Regions from separate parts of the Sus scrofa genome. Here all the other regions are linked to region 3. Evidence: chromatin contacts called from public HiChIP or PLAC-seq data. All regions are on one chromosome and are shown on one strand. The core of a region is the stretch at or near the end of the contact, and the rest is flanking DNA. Distances in the headings are between cores, read along the strand shown. Region 1 holds the start of ZNF143 (zinc finger protein 143). Region 2 overlaps IPO7 (importin-7). Region 3 holds the start of TMEM41B (transmembrane protein 41B).

Evidence for each region. HiChIP or PLAC-seq counts read pairs in DNA pulled down with a chosen protein or histone mark.
Region 1: a contact with region 3 is called in an H3K27ac HiChIP or PLAC-seq map of alveolar macrophages. The contact joins the promoter of ZNF143 here to the promoter of TMEM41B in region 3. A contact is called at or near these places in 2 of 5 promoter capture datasets (fetal liver and liver), 5 of 47 Hi-C or Micro-C datasets (embryonic fibroblasts, epiblast stem cells, fetal liver and 1 more) and 2 of 2 datasets of contacts at active chromatin or transcription factors (alveolar macrophages and skeletal muscle).
Region 2: a contact with region 3 is called in an H3K27ac HiChIP or PLAC-seq map of alveolar macrophages. The contact joins the enhancer-like site here to the promoter of TMEM41B in region 3. A contact is called at or near these places in 1 of 47 Hi-C or Micro-C datasets (skeletal muscle) and 2 of 2 datasets of contacts at active chromatin or transcription factors (alveolar macrophages and skeletal muscle).

What each region holds. Positions count from the first base shown.
Region 1 is chr9:101,724-106,085 of Sscrofa11.1, reverse strand. It overlaps ZNF143 (zinc finger protein 143), which reads left to right and starts at 1,310. Exons shown (of 16, transcript XM_021062244.1): 1 at 1,310-1,425.
Region 2 is chr9:147,793-152,353 of Sscrofa11.1, reverse strand. It overlaps IPO7 (importin-7), which reads left to right. Exons shown (of 25, transcript XM_013979065.2): 2 at 4,360-4,441. Among named protein-coding and RNA genes, the nearest start is that of IPO7, 13 kb to the left of the region's middle. Within about 2 kb of position 1,858, at least 4 of the 83 cell types and tissues checked have an H3K27ac peak or open chromatin away from gene starts, as enhancers often do. A contact at or near this core is called in alveolar macrophages, where this site is marked.
Region 3 is chr9:222,346-226,705 of Sscrofa11.1, reverse strand. TMEM41B (transmembrane protein 41B) reads right to left here and starts at 2,733. Exons shown (of 7, transcript XM_021062249.1): 1 at 2,404-2,733. The coding sequence starts at 2,524. LOC102164595 (a long non-coding RNA gene) reads left to right here and starts at 2,810. Exons shown (of 5, transcript XR_002335503.1): 1 at 2,810-3,346.

The sequences.
Region 1 (4,362 bases), core at 61-2,560, 120 kb after region 3:
GCATTTGGGTAACAATTATGAGCTATACCTTGGTTAGGGTCAGCCTGCCCCTCACTTCCCACCAAAAAGAACGTACTGGTAAAATCTCAAACCAGATTCAAGTGCAGATCAAAACATTAATTATCCTCACCTATAGAGCCATTCCATAATCAATTTAGCCCAAAGACACTAAATCCATCACCATTCAGCTCTCTCCCGTTTTCATAAGTAGGACGCAAATCTCAGCTACGGCGGGGCCAGCGCCGCATTCTCAGCAACTCAAATCTACACCTGCGATGCCCAATTCAACAAATATTGAGTCTGCACACTTTAATCTCACCTCTGTTCAGCCTCGCTGCCAAAGCACATGGATACTTACTGAATACTTCAAAAGATTAGGATTTCCAATGGTTTAGAGAAAGTTTGGGTGGAGAGTTACAGCAAGTATTACCCAAACTTCACAACTAATTTGTACCTATAGGTTCGAGCAGGCCAAGCCAGTGCTTTCCCCACCCTTTAATTCGTAACAGACACTAAAGGGAAAGAAAAAAAAGTTAGCGACACCACTACAGACGACTTCGAGATCTGAGCCTAAACGACAAGAAAGCGCAAGAGCATCCGCAGTGTCCTCCAGCAGCGTCCGAGACCACCGCCCATGGTCGAGCGCGGCCGGGGCTCCGGCTGAGGCAGGAGGCCCGCGCTGCGGCCCGTGGCGACGCCCCGGCGACCGGAGGAGCAAAGGCAGACTCGGCAGCCGGTGACCGGCCAACAGCCGCTCTCGGGAAAGCAGAGCCCTCGCCCAAGACCAAAGGCCTCAGCTGGCACCGGAGCCCCCCGGGAGCGGCCAGGCGTCCCGCCCTGGCCTACCCCAGCCTGCTACTTCCCGCTCGACACTCGGCAGTCGCTAGGCAAAGCCCGATCGGTCGCCAGAACGCGCTCTAGCTAGCCCGCGGGGAGCGCCGAGACCGTCTCCTAGCCCCTGTGGGGAAAATGGCGCCTGTCACCGCTTCTCCCTCCCGGCTAGTCACAAGGACCAGCCTCCGTCCCTCGCCACAAAATGGCGCCTCCCGCTGGGGCCCTAGAATCGGCATAATTCACTTGTCAGCGAGGCGGTGTCGAGCTGGGATGCGCGCCTCTGCCAACCAGTCAGACCGAGTAACTTTGGTTCCGCACTTTGCTCAAGCCACTCAGGCGCTAGCTGTAAGGCCTGGCGATGCTGACGTCATGAAAAGGGGCGTGGACAAGGCGGTCTCCTTTGGCGTCGCCTAAATTTGAGCCAATGGAAAGCAGGAAGTATCGAATGACTGACGTAGTGACGGCCCAATGGAGGCCGGGGGCGGGCCTCAGACCCACTATGCGGGTTGCGGGGCCTGGGGGCCGGGCGGCTGTTTCCTGTCCTGGTGCATGGTGGTCGGACGAAGGAATTGTTGGAAAATTTTCTCGGAGGTTCGTATATAAATGTGTTTTTACCCAGTGTGCATTATTCTCCGCCCGGCCGCCGCCCTCAGCGCGGCGGCGCGGGCCCGCTCGGGCCGGGGCTCTGGCTCCGGCTGCTCAGCCTCCACCGCAGGCCCAGCCGATCCTACGGCCGGCCGCGGTAGCCGCGCCTGGGCAGAAGCGGAGTTTATTAATAACCCGCGGCCGCCACTCTGGGGCGGCGGAGCTTTTCTCACTGAGGACGCCCCCCCCCACCTCGTCTGCGCACTGCGCCCCGCCTGTTCCCCTCAGGGGACAGCCGAGGGGAGGGAGGGAGGGAAGGAGGGGAGGGAGGAGCCCTCGGGAGCCTGGCGGCGCTTCCCCGCTTGACCTCCGCGCGGAGCGGGTCCCCAGGCGCCGCCGGGGCGAAGCTCCTCCGGCCGGGACGCCGGGCCCGGTCCTCACGGGGCCGCAGCTGGGGCGCCGCCGACGCAACTGGCCGGGGGCCCGGTCGGGATCCCGTCTGCAGATCGCACCCAGAATTTCCTTCTACTCAGATCGTGCACAGATTCTTGTTTTTCTCACTTTTTTAAAAAAATAATTTTTGGGTCTAACATCGAATATTAGAAATTGTCCATTTTATCGTTCCACTCTTGGTGTTGGCTAAAGAGTGAATGAATCTCTTCGTTGCTTTGTAACATTTTCTTGTGGGACCAATCACCAATTTTTATTCTCTTCCCTTTTGCTTATTTTACCATTAAGTTTACACATTAACAAAGTTAAGCAAAAAGTAGATAAGAATAAATTGCTAAACCGATTATTTGTTTAAAATCAACTTAAGCCTTGGCTTCGGAAGTGTCCAGTCAGCTAATATAATTTGGTGGGGATGTGGTGAAAAATTGTACGTTTGGCGTTGTGTTTGAAATTGTCCTGAGTCTTACTAGAGGATGTTTGTGTTGTAGTTGACAAAAATCTGTGGAATATTTAGTATTTTTTCTTTGCTCAGTGCTTAGTTTCAGTTCCTTGTTAAGTGTTTAGTAAGAGAATAGGTAATGAGACCATCCAAATGCTCTGGTAAGTTAGGGAGCTAATTTTATCCAGGTGTATTTTCATTACTTTGGAAATTATTTAGCAGTGTAGTAATACTTGAGGGCCTATTTTTTTTCCATTGCCCTGCTTTATTGATAGAATTTACATACCTTTACAATTCACTCCTTTAAAGTATATATTAGGTAGGTTTAATGTACTCACAGTTGTGCAGCCACCACCACAATTTTAAACCATGTTCATCATCCCTCTTCCAAAAACCCTACCCACTAAGTTACTCCCCATTTCACTTAAAACTTCCCCTTCCCCGACCACTAATCTACAGATTTATAGATTATGAACATTTCATATAAATGGAATCATACAGTATGTGTACTTCTGTGACTTGCTTCTTTGATTTAACATGTTTGCAAGATTCATTCATGTTATAACATGTATCAGTACTTGATTTCTTTTCATTGCCAGATATTTTGTTGTATGGACATAACACCTTTTATTTATCCATTAATCTACTGATGTACATTTAGGTTGCTTTCACCTTTTGTCTGTTATGCATGATGCTACCATGAAGTTTCTGTGTGGAAATTTGTTTTCATTTCTGTGTGTGTATTTGTGTGTATGTCCACACACACCTAGGAATAGAATTCGTTGGTTGGTTGGTCATATGGTAACTCTGTATTCACCCTTTTGAGGAACCGTCAAACTGTTTTCCAAAGTGCTTGCACCATTTTGCATTGCTGCCAGCAGTGTATGAGAGCTCACGTTTCTCCATATCCTTGCCAACACTTGTCGTTATCTTTCTTTTTGATGGTCGTCATCCTAGAGAGTATGCAGTGATATCTCTTGTGATTTTGATTTGCATTTCCTAGGTGCTAATGGCATTGAGCATTTTTTCATGTGCTTTTTGGACATTTGCATATTTTCTTTGGAGAAATGTCTGGGTCTTTTCCCTATTTTTAAATTGGTTTGTTTAGGGAGTTTCTGTTGCGGCACAGCGGAAATGAATCCGACTAGGAACCATGAGGCTGCGGGTTTGATCCCTGGCCTTGCTCAGTGTGTTGGGGATCTGGCATTGCTGTGAGCTGGGGTGTAGGTTGAAGACGCAGCTCAGATCCACATTGCTGTAGCTGTGGTGTAGGCTGGCGGCTACAGCTCCGATTAGACCCCTAGCCTGGGAACCTCCATATGCCTCGGGTGCGGCTCTAAAAAAAAAGACATAAATAAATAAGTAAACTGGATTGTTTATTTATTATTGAATTGTAAGAGTTTCTTACATAAAGGGCCCTTATCAGATATATGATTTGCAAAATATTCGTTGCCCTTTGCTGGAGTTGGGATATTTCTGTGAAGTAAGGATTCATCATATTCTTCATGGAAAGATGACCTAGCTGGATTGGTGAATTATGCCTCTACTATTACTTTAGCTGTTATTGAATATTTATAATGTGTGTACAGTTTGTAATCGTGTGAGGAGAACTTTCTGAATCCTGATGTTCTTATTATTCATTTTGAAGTTTTTAATCTAGTTTGGTTTGTACATAATATGGCAGGCCATGGATGTTGTCCTGCTGTTTATGTACCTCTTGAAGTTAATAATGATGAATGCATTTGGCCTTGTTTTGGAAATAGAGAGATTTGTATAGTATGGATGTAATGGTCACAAGGAGTTGGAGTCATTTAAATTAAAGGCAGTTTATTAGACTCACAGACATAGGGAACAGACCTGGGGTTGCAGTGAGATGGACTGGGAGTTTGGGGTTAGTGGATGAAAACCATTACGTTTAGAACGGGTGGACAATGAGGTCCTACTGTATAGCACAGGAACCATGTCCAGTCTCTTGGGATGGACCACGATGGGAGATAATGTAAGAAAAGGAATGTGTATATGTATGACTGGGTCACTTTGCTGTTCAGCAGAAA
Region 2 (4,561 bases), core at 609-3,108, 73 kb after region 3:
GTTAGATTTGCTGGAGTTATGTTGTGGCTCAGTAGGTTATGAACCCAACTAGTATCCATGAGGATTCAGGTTCGATCCCTGGCCTGGCTTAGGGGTTAAGGATCTGGTGTTGCTGTGCTGTGAGCTGTGGTGTAGGTCAAAGATTCGGCTCGCACCCTGCATTGCTGTAGCTGTGGTGTAGACTAGCAGCTATAGCTCCAATTTGACCCCTAGCCTGGGAAACTCCATATGCTGCAGGTGAAGCCCTGAAAAAAAAAGGAGAGAGAGAGTTAGATTTGCTGAATCAACTTGCTCAAGAGTAAAAAATGTAGGAGGTGGATCACTTTTTTTTTTTTTTTTTTGCTCCTTTGGGGCCACCCCCGCGGCATATGGAGATTCCCAGGCTAGGGGTCCAATTGGAGCTGCAGTTGCTGGCCTACACCACAGCCACGGCAATGCCAGATCTGAGCCACAGCTGCAACCTACACCACAGCTTCCAGCAATGCTGGATCCTTAACCCGCTGAGCAGGATTAGGGATCGAACCTGAAACCTCATGCTTCCTGGTCAGGTCCGTTTGTGCTGCGCCCTGATGGGAACTCCGGAAGAGAATCACTTTTGTTTATAACTAGTACTGTCAGATTCTAGCAGTTCATTCCAGGAGTTCACAATTTGATGTCAGAGATAACATGTATACGCTGTAATATTTATGGCCTAAAAAAGTACCATATACTGGCCTTTGTGGGCTAAAAATATAAATATGCTTTTTTTGCTCTCACTGCCCCTAGGTGATCACAGCTACTTCCAAGGCATCTTTTTTGTTGTTGTTGATTCATTAAGTTATTCTTTTAATAAATTTGATGAATATTTTTTGTCTTTTTGCCTTTTGATGGCCGCTCCCGCGGCATATGGAGGCTCCCAGACTAGCGGTCTAATCGGAGCTGTAGCCACCGGCGGACACCAGAGCCACAGCAACGAGGGATCCAAGCCGAGTCTGTGACCTACACCACAGCTCACGGCAATGCCGGATCCTTAACTCACTAAGCAAGGCCAGGAATCTAACCCGTAATCTCATGGTTCCTAGTCGGATTCGTTAACTACTGAGCCACGACGGGAACTCCCTGTTGAGTATTTTAAATACGAGACATATCTGGGTATACAAACTGGGTATACAAACAGTGAAGTCCCTACTCTCAGTGGAACTTGAGTAACAGGAGAGGCAGACATAAAGCCAGTCTACAAATACGATAATTACCAGTGTGTGATAAATGTTATGAAGGAAAGAAACCTTGGAGCTTATGAGAGTAATAGTAATACTTAGCTAGCGTGATTGGTGAGGAAATGCTTCTCTAAGGAAATGTTTAAGCTGAGACTTAAACACTGTGAACCTGTGGACCAGTGGTTGCTGTGGTGGAGCATTGGAGAGAAGAGTGTTGCAGGTAGAAAGGCACAGCGTGTATGAACACTGAAATCGGTAACATGTTTATTGTAGAAAGAACCTAAAAAAGACGGCTGAGGTGGGGCAGTGGAGGGGATGAGAGGTTTCTTTAACTGAAGCTGAAGAAATAGGCAGGGGCAAGATCATACAGGGTCTTTTAGCTGTTGGAAAATAGAGCAGAAACTTGTTAAAAGGTTTGCTTAAAGGGGATTCGTTTGCAGTTTTAAAGATCATGGGCTGCTAAATGGAGAATGGTGGGGGTGGCACATGGTTGCATGAAGGGAAATAGACTAGGTTGGTGTTCCTGGGAACGGAGAAAGCAGATGTGTTAACTTTATCAGCATTTTGGAGATAGAATTGACAAGGTCTGGTCTTGAATTGAGGTGGAGGAGGGCGGTACTAAAGACGACATTCTGTTTTCAGGCAGGAGTAACCGAGGGTAGTGATGACAAGGGTTGGGAGAGCTGGTACAAGGAAGTAGGGTCCCTGCTTGTAGGGAAAAAGACAGTGTGAGAGGCCTGTGAGGTAATGAAGGCAGCGATGTTAAGTAGGTTGGTTGGAGTGTCCTGGACTGGAAATGATGTGTTTGACTTACAGCTAGTATTTAAAGACAGAATAGACGAGGTCAGCTGGGGAATAGAAAAGGTGGCTTGAGACTGAGTTCTGGCACCAGGCTCTAGCATTTGTAGATAAAATGAGAAACAAGCAAAGGAGCCTGAAAAGGTGGCAGGATAATTGGTGTAGGGGTTATATAGGCAGAAGAGTGTTTCAAGAAATGATAGTGAAAAAAAAAGAATGAAAGAAAAAGGAATTCCCATTGTGGCTCAGTGGGTTAAGAACTCGACTGGTATCTGTGAGGATCTGGATTCAATTCCTGGCCTCAGTGGGTTATAAAGGATTTGGCATTGCCATGAGCTGCCACATAGGTCGCAGATGTGGCTTGGATCTGGCGTTGCTGTGATTGTGGCATAGGCCGGTGGCTGCAGCTCCCGTTTGACCCGTAGCCTGGGGAATTCCATATGCTGCAGGTACCACCATTTAAAAAAAGAAAAGAAAGAGGCTATAGTGATTAACTGTTCAGATCTGTTTAGAGTCCTGGAAAGGGTAAATTCCTCCCCTTCCTCGACCTAACCACTCCTTAAATTTAAGCATTCCTTCTGGGTGAGGAGATTCAACTTTGAGTCTTCCATAGTCTTCTAGTTCTTCCATTATACTTTATTGCATTACCTGGTTAGTTGTTTTCCTTCACCTAAGTTTCTATGAGGTCATGGGGCCTTACTGTCTTGTTCAACCCTGTATTTTTAGCTCCTGATGTAAGTGTTTTGCACTAAGAACACCCGGATAAGGAGTTCCCATTGTGGTGCAGCAGAAACGAATCTGCCTAGTAACTGTAAGGTTGTGGTTCGATCTCTGGCCTCACTCAGTGGGTTAGGGATCCTGTGTGGCCATGAGCTGTGGTACAGGTCACAGATGTCGATAGGATCCTGGGTTGCTGTGGCTGTGACGTAGGCCAGCAGCTGCAGCTCTCATTTGACCCCTAGCCTGGGAACCTCCATATGCCGTGGGTATGGCCCTGAAAGGCAAAAAAAAAAAAAAAAAAAAAAAAAAAAAAGGAGAGAGAACACCTGAATAATTTTTGGAGTGACCTAATGAATAAAGTATCACTCTGGGTCTAATATGGAAGACATTTTTTATATCCAGAGGGAAGTTTTTCTCTTTCTAAGGATGTGTTTGTAGAATGTGTGAAAAACTCTGCGAAGAGGAAACTAAAATAAAAATCACTGTTGTCCATTGTGAACATGTGCAGAAAAATACTAAAACTTGGGCTAGGAGGAGATGACATTATAGGAGGTGGTTATACTGGGGGAGAGGGAGTGAAACTAAGAAAACATATAAGAAGAGATTTCATTTCTTTTAATAAAAGCAAATATGACATTTAAGAATTATTAAGTAACTTTTTTGTACTGTTAAAGTAACCCAGGGAGTTCCTGTTGTGGCTCAGTAGAAACGAATCCAACTAGTATTCCTGAGGATGTGGGTTTGATCCCTGGCTTGGCTTAGTGGGTTTAAGGATCCGGCATTGCCATGAGCTGTGGTGTAGGTCACAGATGCAGCTCAGATCCTGTGTGGCTGTGGCTGTGGCATAGGCCAGCAGCTACAGCTCTGATTGGACCCCCTCCCATGGGAACCTCCATATACTGCAAGTGCGGCCCTAAAAGGCAAAGAAAAAAGAAAAAAAAAGTAACCCAGGATCATAGCATAAAATTTTGAAGATAGAAAATATGTATAGAATAGCTCCTCTATAATCCCACCACCCCAAATATAACTTATTAGCATTCTTGCTATATTTCATTCTTTTCTGTGTATGTTGCATTGCATATTCATGTAACATGTTTACTAAATTATATAGTTTGTATCCTACTTTTATTGTATTTCAAGACTATTTTAAATTTTCTATTGAAATATGACATGCATACAGAAAGATGATTTTGAAGGTAGAGTTGATTAATTTTCACAAACTAGACACATTTATAAAACAGCCATATCAAGAAATAAACCATTATTAGCACCTGGGGAACCACTCCTCAAGCTATTACTTTTACTGATTTAGTTTTTATCTAGAATGTCTCTATGGAGAAATTCTTCCTGAATTTGGGAAATAAGTATCACAGAAGACACTGTTTTTGAGCTGCTACCACCAGCATAGGTTAAGAATGCAGGTTGGAATAAATGCGAAGTGCAACATTATGCGGCCAAATGCAAACATCCAAAAGTTTTAGGCGTTAGTTTACTGAATTTTTTTAGTTCCTTGTACTTGAGTGAAAGGAAATAAGGCTGGAGCCAACTTGTGGAGAAGAGCCTTTTGTGCCAGCCTAGCAGTGAAATAGGGTACTGAGGATATTTATTTGCAGAAATTTGAAATTTTTTGTTTGTTTGTTTGTAGGCACACAAGTCCCTGAATTTTGTTTCAACACTGCTTCAGATTACTATGTCGGAACAACTGGATTTACCTGTGAGACAGGCAGGCAAGTTTCCTGAATTATTTTCTTGGATGTATGTAAATATTGTTGAAAAGTTCATAGTTGAATAGCAAAAGTATTTGGGAAGGCCCTTCAGTGATTTTCGTCCCTGAAAACTGGTTTGCC
Region 3 (4,360 bases), core at 1,484-3,983:
TACCACCTACAATTAACAAAAACTGTTCTTCATACCTTGGAAAATTGGCTGCTAAGTGATTACTGATGCTATCACATCACCAGCCAGGTAATGTAAACCCTGCCATGCAAGGGCGCCACAAAGTCTATTGCCCAAGAAGAGAATTTCTAACACTAAGTAAAAAAAGAGACAGAATAGAGAAAGACAAAGGAAAAGAAAAAGAAAAAACCAAAAATCATTAATAAAGAAGATGGATTAAAAAAATTCCTTTGCCTATAGACTTAAAGCCCTTTATACTGACACCATTTTAACTAAGGCCAAAGTTACCTCCTTCTACCACTCACTGGAAATCCTCCACTCCTGACAAGTTTATGCCTCTCTCTCTTTTTTGGCTGCACCCATAGCACGTGGAAGTCCCCGGGCCAGGGATCAAACCCTCATCACAGCAGCAATGCTCGAGCAGGTGCAGTGACATTGCCAGATCCTTAATATCCTTAATTCACTGCAGACACAAAGGAACTCCCAAGTTTATCTCTTCATAGACACACACAAAAGGTTAACACTAATCTTCAGGCCTCATGTTTCCCCACCCAGTATCCCTTCCTGTTCTCTCTACTCATTTAAACCCTACTTCTCTGGGAAGGCCTGCCTTCACGTCTCTTCCCTGTCTTCCTACAGGTCTACAGTCCACAGACGCCACCTGACAGCATCATAAAAATAATGGTGTCTAATGTGTTGTTCTAATGATAAAATAAGATGCAACAGTGTAAAGGCATTTTGGGGATTTCAGGGTCTTTTCTTTTTTTGGCTGAACCCACACCATATGAAAGTTCCTGGGCCGGCAGAGATTGAACAGGAACCGAAGCTGTGCAACAGGGGATGTGCAACCCACTTCGCTGGGCTCAGGATCCAACCTGCATCTCCGCAGTGACCTGAGCCGCTGCAGCTGGATCCTCAACCCACTGTGCCACAGCATAACTCTTCAAGGTTTAGGATTAAAAAAAAAAAAAAAAGTAATACAACAAGTTACTGCTATCCCAATCCAAATGATAATCTTTAAGGATGTCCTATCTGGAAAATACTTTTTCAGGAAACCCTTGGATTACTGTCACTCTCAGTTGCTGCATCTTCAAGGCTCTTGTCATTTAGAGTGGATTTATACTTTGACAATTCATTTCTGGGTTTTGAAGTTATCTGGCTCTACTGTCTATAAGGCTGAAAAGCATCCAAATATATAAAGCTGAAAGACCCAAATCAAACTGGGGACATTTTAAATTATCTGAAGATAAAATATCATTTCCTGCACGACACCACTTAAATGTTTCATGCATTTTACATTTGATTCAAGAAACTTCAGCTGAATGGTAAACATTATCTCCACACCACGTATAAATATATCTTTAAAGAGGACAATACTTTATGGTTGACACAATATTGCTAGACACTCTTAAAAGACCCTTCCTCTACCCATCACTAGTGGAAGAACACATCACTGTGAGCAAACTGCGGACAACTTAATGGCCATTTGTTAGGATCTCCCCAAGCTTATGGCCTTTGAAAGCATTTAAAGAGCTTAATCACTTCAACTGCTGAAAAGCAGGAAACTTCTATGCCTAGATGGAATTAACACATTCAAGGTACACATTCTGCTTAAAATAATATTTAAAGCCCTGAGAAATGCCAGGATGGCAGTGGGGGGACACACACACACACAAAAACAAACCTCGAGAACAAGAGATCTTAGCTTAAAAAGTAATTACTAACATTTATTTAGCCTTCACTTCGCATAAGCCAAACATTACACTAAACCTTTTACATGAATTATTTTGTTTAATTCATGCACCACTCTTAAGTAGATACTATCATCATCCCCGCTGCACAGTTCGGACACTGACCTTTTGAGCTTTTGAAGGATAACAAGCACAAAGTCATAAAAGTGGTAGCGCAGGGACTCAAACCCAAGTATTCCTGCCACCTGGAAGTGGCACCTGGACGTCATTACACACTTGCTTTTAGCCACTACTTAACCAGTCTGGCTTGGTGCCCTCTTGCAAGTCATATATCCACGCTGGGCCTCAGTTTCCTCATCTGCAAAAGTAAAGCAACGAAGGCCGACGTTCCTGCCCGCACTGCCTCGCTTCAATATCATCCACCTTACAATCTCCCTGAGCGTCAACAAGCCGGTGTCATGCCTGTAGAAGGCATGAATTCAACTGAAAAAGGACTTACGAAGCTGCTAGGACGGCCTCGTGGTGCGAAGGGCCGCAGCCCAGGTCCCCCACGCCCTCTGCCCCGGCGCCTGGGTACCACCAGGCCGCCTCTGCGTCCGCGAATGCCTGGGACCGGCTGTGGTCCCTCCTCCTCCGAAGCCCTCCGCTCACTGCCCCCGGGCCAGCCCCAGCTCTCGCGTCCAGGTCTACTCACCCTTTAGGCGGTCTCCGCCGCCCGGGGCCGAGGGGCCCCGCGTCCCTGCCGCCTTGTCCCCCGCGGGGGTCGCGTGGAGTGCCCCCGTTTGCGATCTTTCGACGACTCCGCCTTTCGTCATGGCTGCGGCGGGGAAGGGGGAGGCAGCGGGCAGACGCCGCGCCCTTAACAACCGCACTCCGCCGAGGGCGCCTTCCAACAGCCAGGGGCACAGGCGCAGCCGCTTCCGGGGCGACCACCTCACCTGAGACGACCTCGGCCCGGCGAGCACAGTGACGCGGCGCCGAGAGCCGCAGCGCCCACTCGCACTAGCCCCGCCCCGCCCCGCCCCCGAGCCTCGCGCGCTCGCGCCGGCCCAGTGACCGCGAGACGAGGCCGCTTCCCCGCCCGCCCCGTGGCCGCCCGCCCCGCCCCGGGACTGCGCGGAGCATGCGCACTCAGCGCACCAGGGGCCGCCGGAGCGAGTCCGGGAAGCCGGCGGCTGCTGCTTCGCTTTAAGTGTCCGGAAGTGCGGCCGCACGCGCTGCAATCCCTTTGTCCCCGCGGCCGGAAGGGCGCGGTGTGATTAGTTGGCGTTTCGCGGCGGACGCCGATTAGCCCGCGCGCTTGTCCGCCAGTCCCACAAGCTGCCTAGACGTTGGAGGGGCTAGATGGTGCTTGGTCTGAAGATGTTGAAAAACGTAGAGCCTGAGCCGAACCCCGAGTTTCAGCAACCTGGAGCTCGAGGACTGTAACCTGGGGAGGTCACAGGGTGGCCGCGATGGCTTTAGAATCCGGCTTTCTTGTTCCCAAGCAAACGCTTTGCCATGTCATCACCTGCCACCCCTCACTTGTAAATCCAGGTCAGCTCGTTTATCTTTTCCTTTTGCTGAGCCCAGACGTACCTTTTCTGACGGTTACTTCGCCACCTCGCCTCTCGGAGCGGTATTCCGCTTCCTCGCTGGTGAGTGTGTCGGAATTCCCCCTGGAAAGCGGCTTGGCAATGTCAGTAAAAATACTGTGTTCCTATCCGGGAATTACATTTCTGGAAGACTACTCCGTGGGCGTAAACATACAGAGAGAACTATTCGTAGCAGGATTACCTATTAGTGTGATGGTAAATGTGGAAGCAGTCTAAAAACTCGACACTAAAGAATGGTTAAGTAAATAATGTCCATTCAATGGAATTGTTTTATGTACACATCCTTGGCCTACTTATATTAAGACATTCAGTGACCACTCTTAAGACGTAGCTTCCCACTTAATTCCTCCATGGTCGTCCTTAAAAGCAGTAATTACTTGGATTATTTGTTTACCTGTTTATCGTCTGCCTCCGTCTCTGGAGTGGTAGCTCTGTTAAGGTAAAGGGCCTTGTCCTTTTGTTCACCATTGTATCCCCGAGCAGCTGATAGGGCCAACACCTAAGTGGACATTCAGTAAATTTGTTAAATAGCTTTTGAACCATAGATAATTATGGAGAGACTAATAACGTGGACAATGCTTATTCAAAAACAAATTCCAAGAGATAATTATAAAAAACAAAACAGGAATTCTCTGGTGGCTCAGCAGGTTAAGGATCTGGAGTTGTCACTGCTATGTCTTGGGTCATTGCTATGGGGCAGGTTTGATTCCTGGCCAGGGAATTTCTGCATGCCACAGCCAAGGCTACCCCCACCCCCCAAAGAAAATATATAGAAAAATACATAAGAAAGTCACTGTCTTTTGTATAGAGGTCTTCTTTTTTTTGGTTTTTTTTTTGGTTTTTTTTTTGTCTTTTTTTTGTTGTTGTTGTTGTTGTTGCTATTTCTTGGGCCGCTCCCGCGGCATATGGAGGTTCCCAGGCTAGGGGTTGAATCGGAGCTGTAGCCACCGGCCTACGCCAGAGCCACAGCAACGCGGGATCCGAGCCGCGTCTGCAACCTACACCACAGCTCACGGCAACGCCGGATCGTCAACCCACTGAGCAAGGGCAGGGACC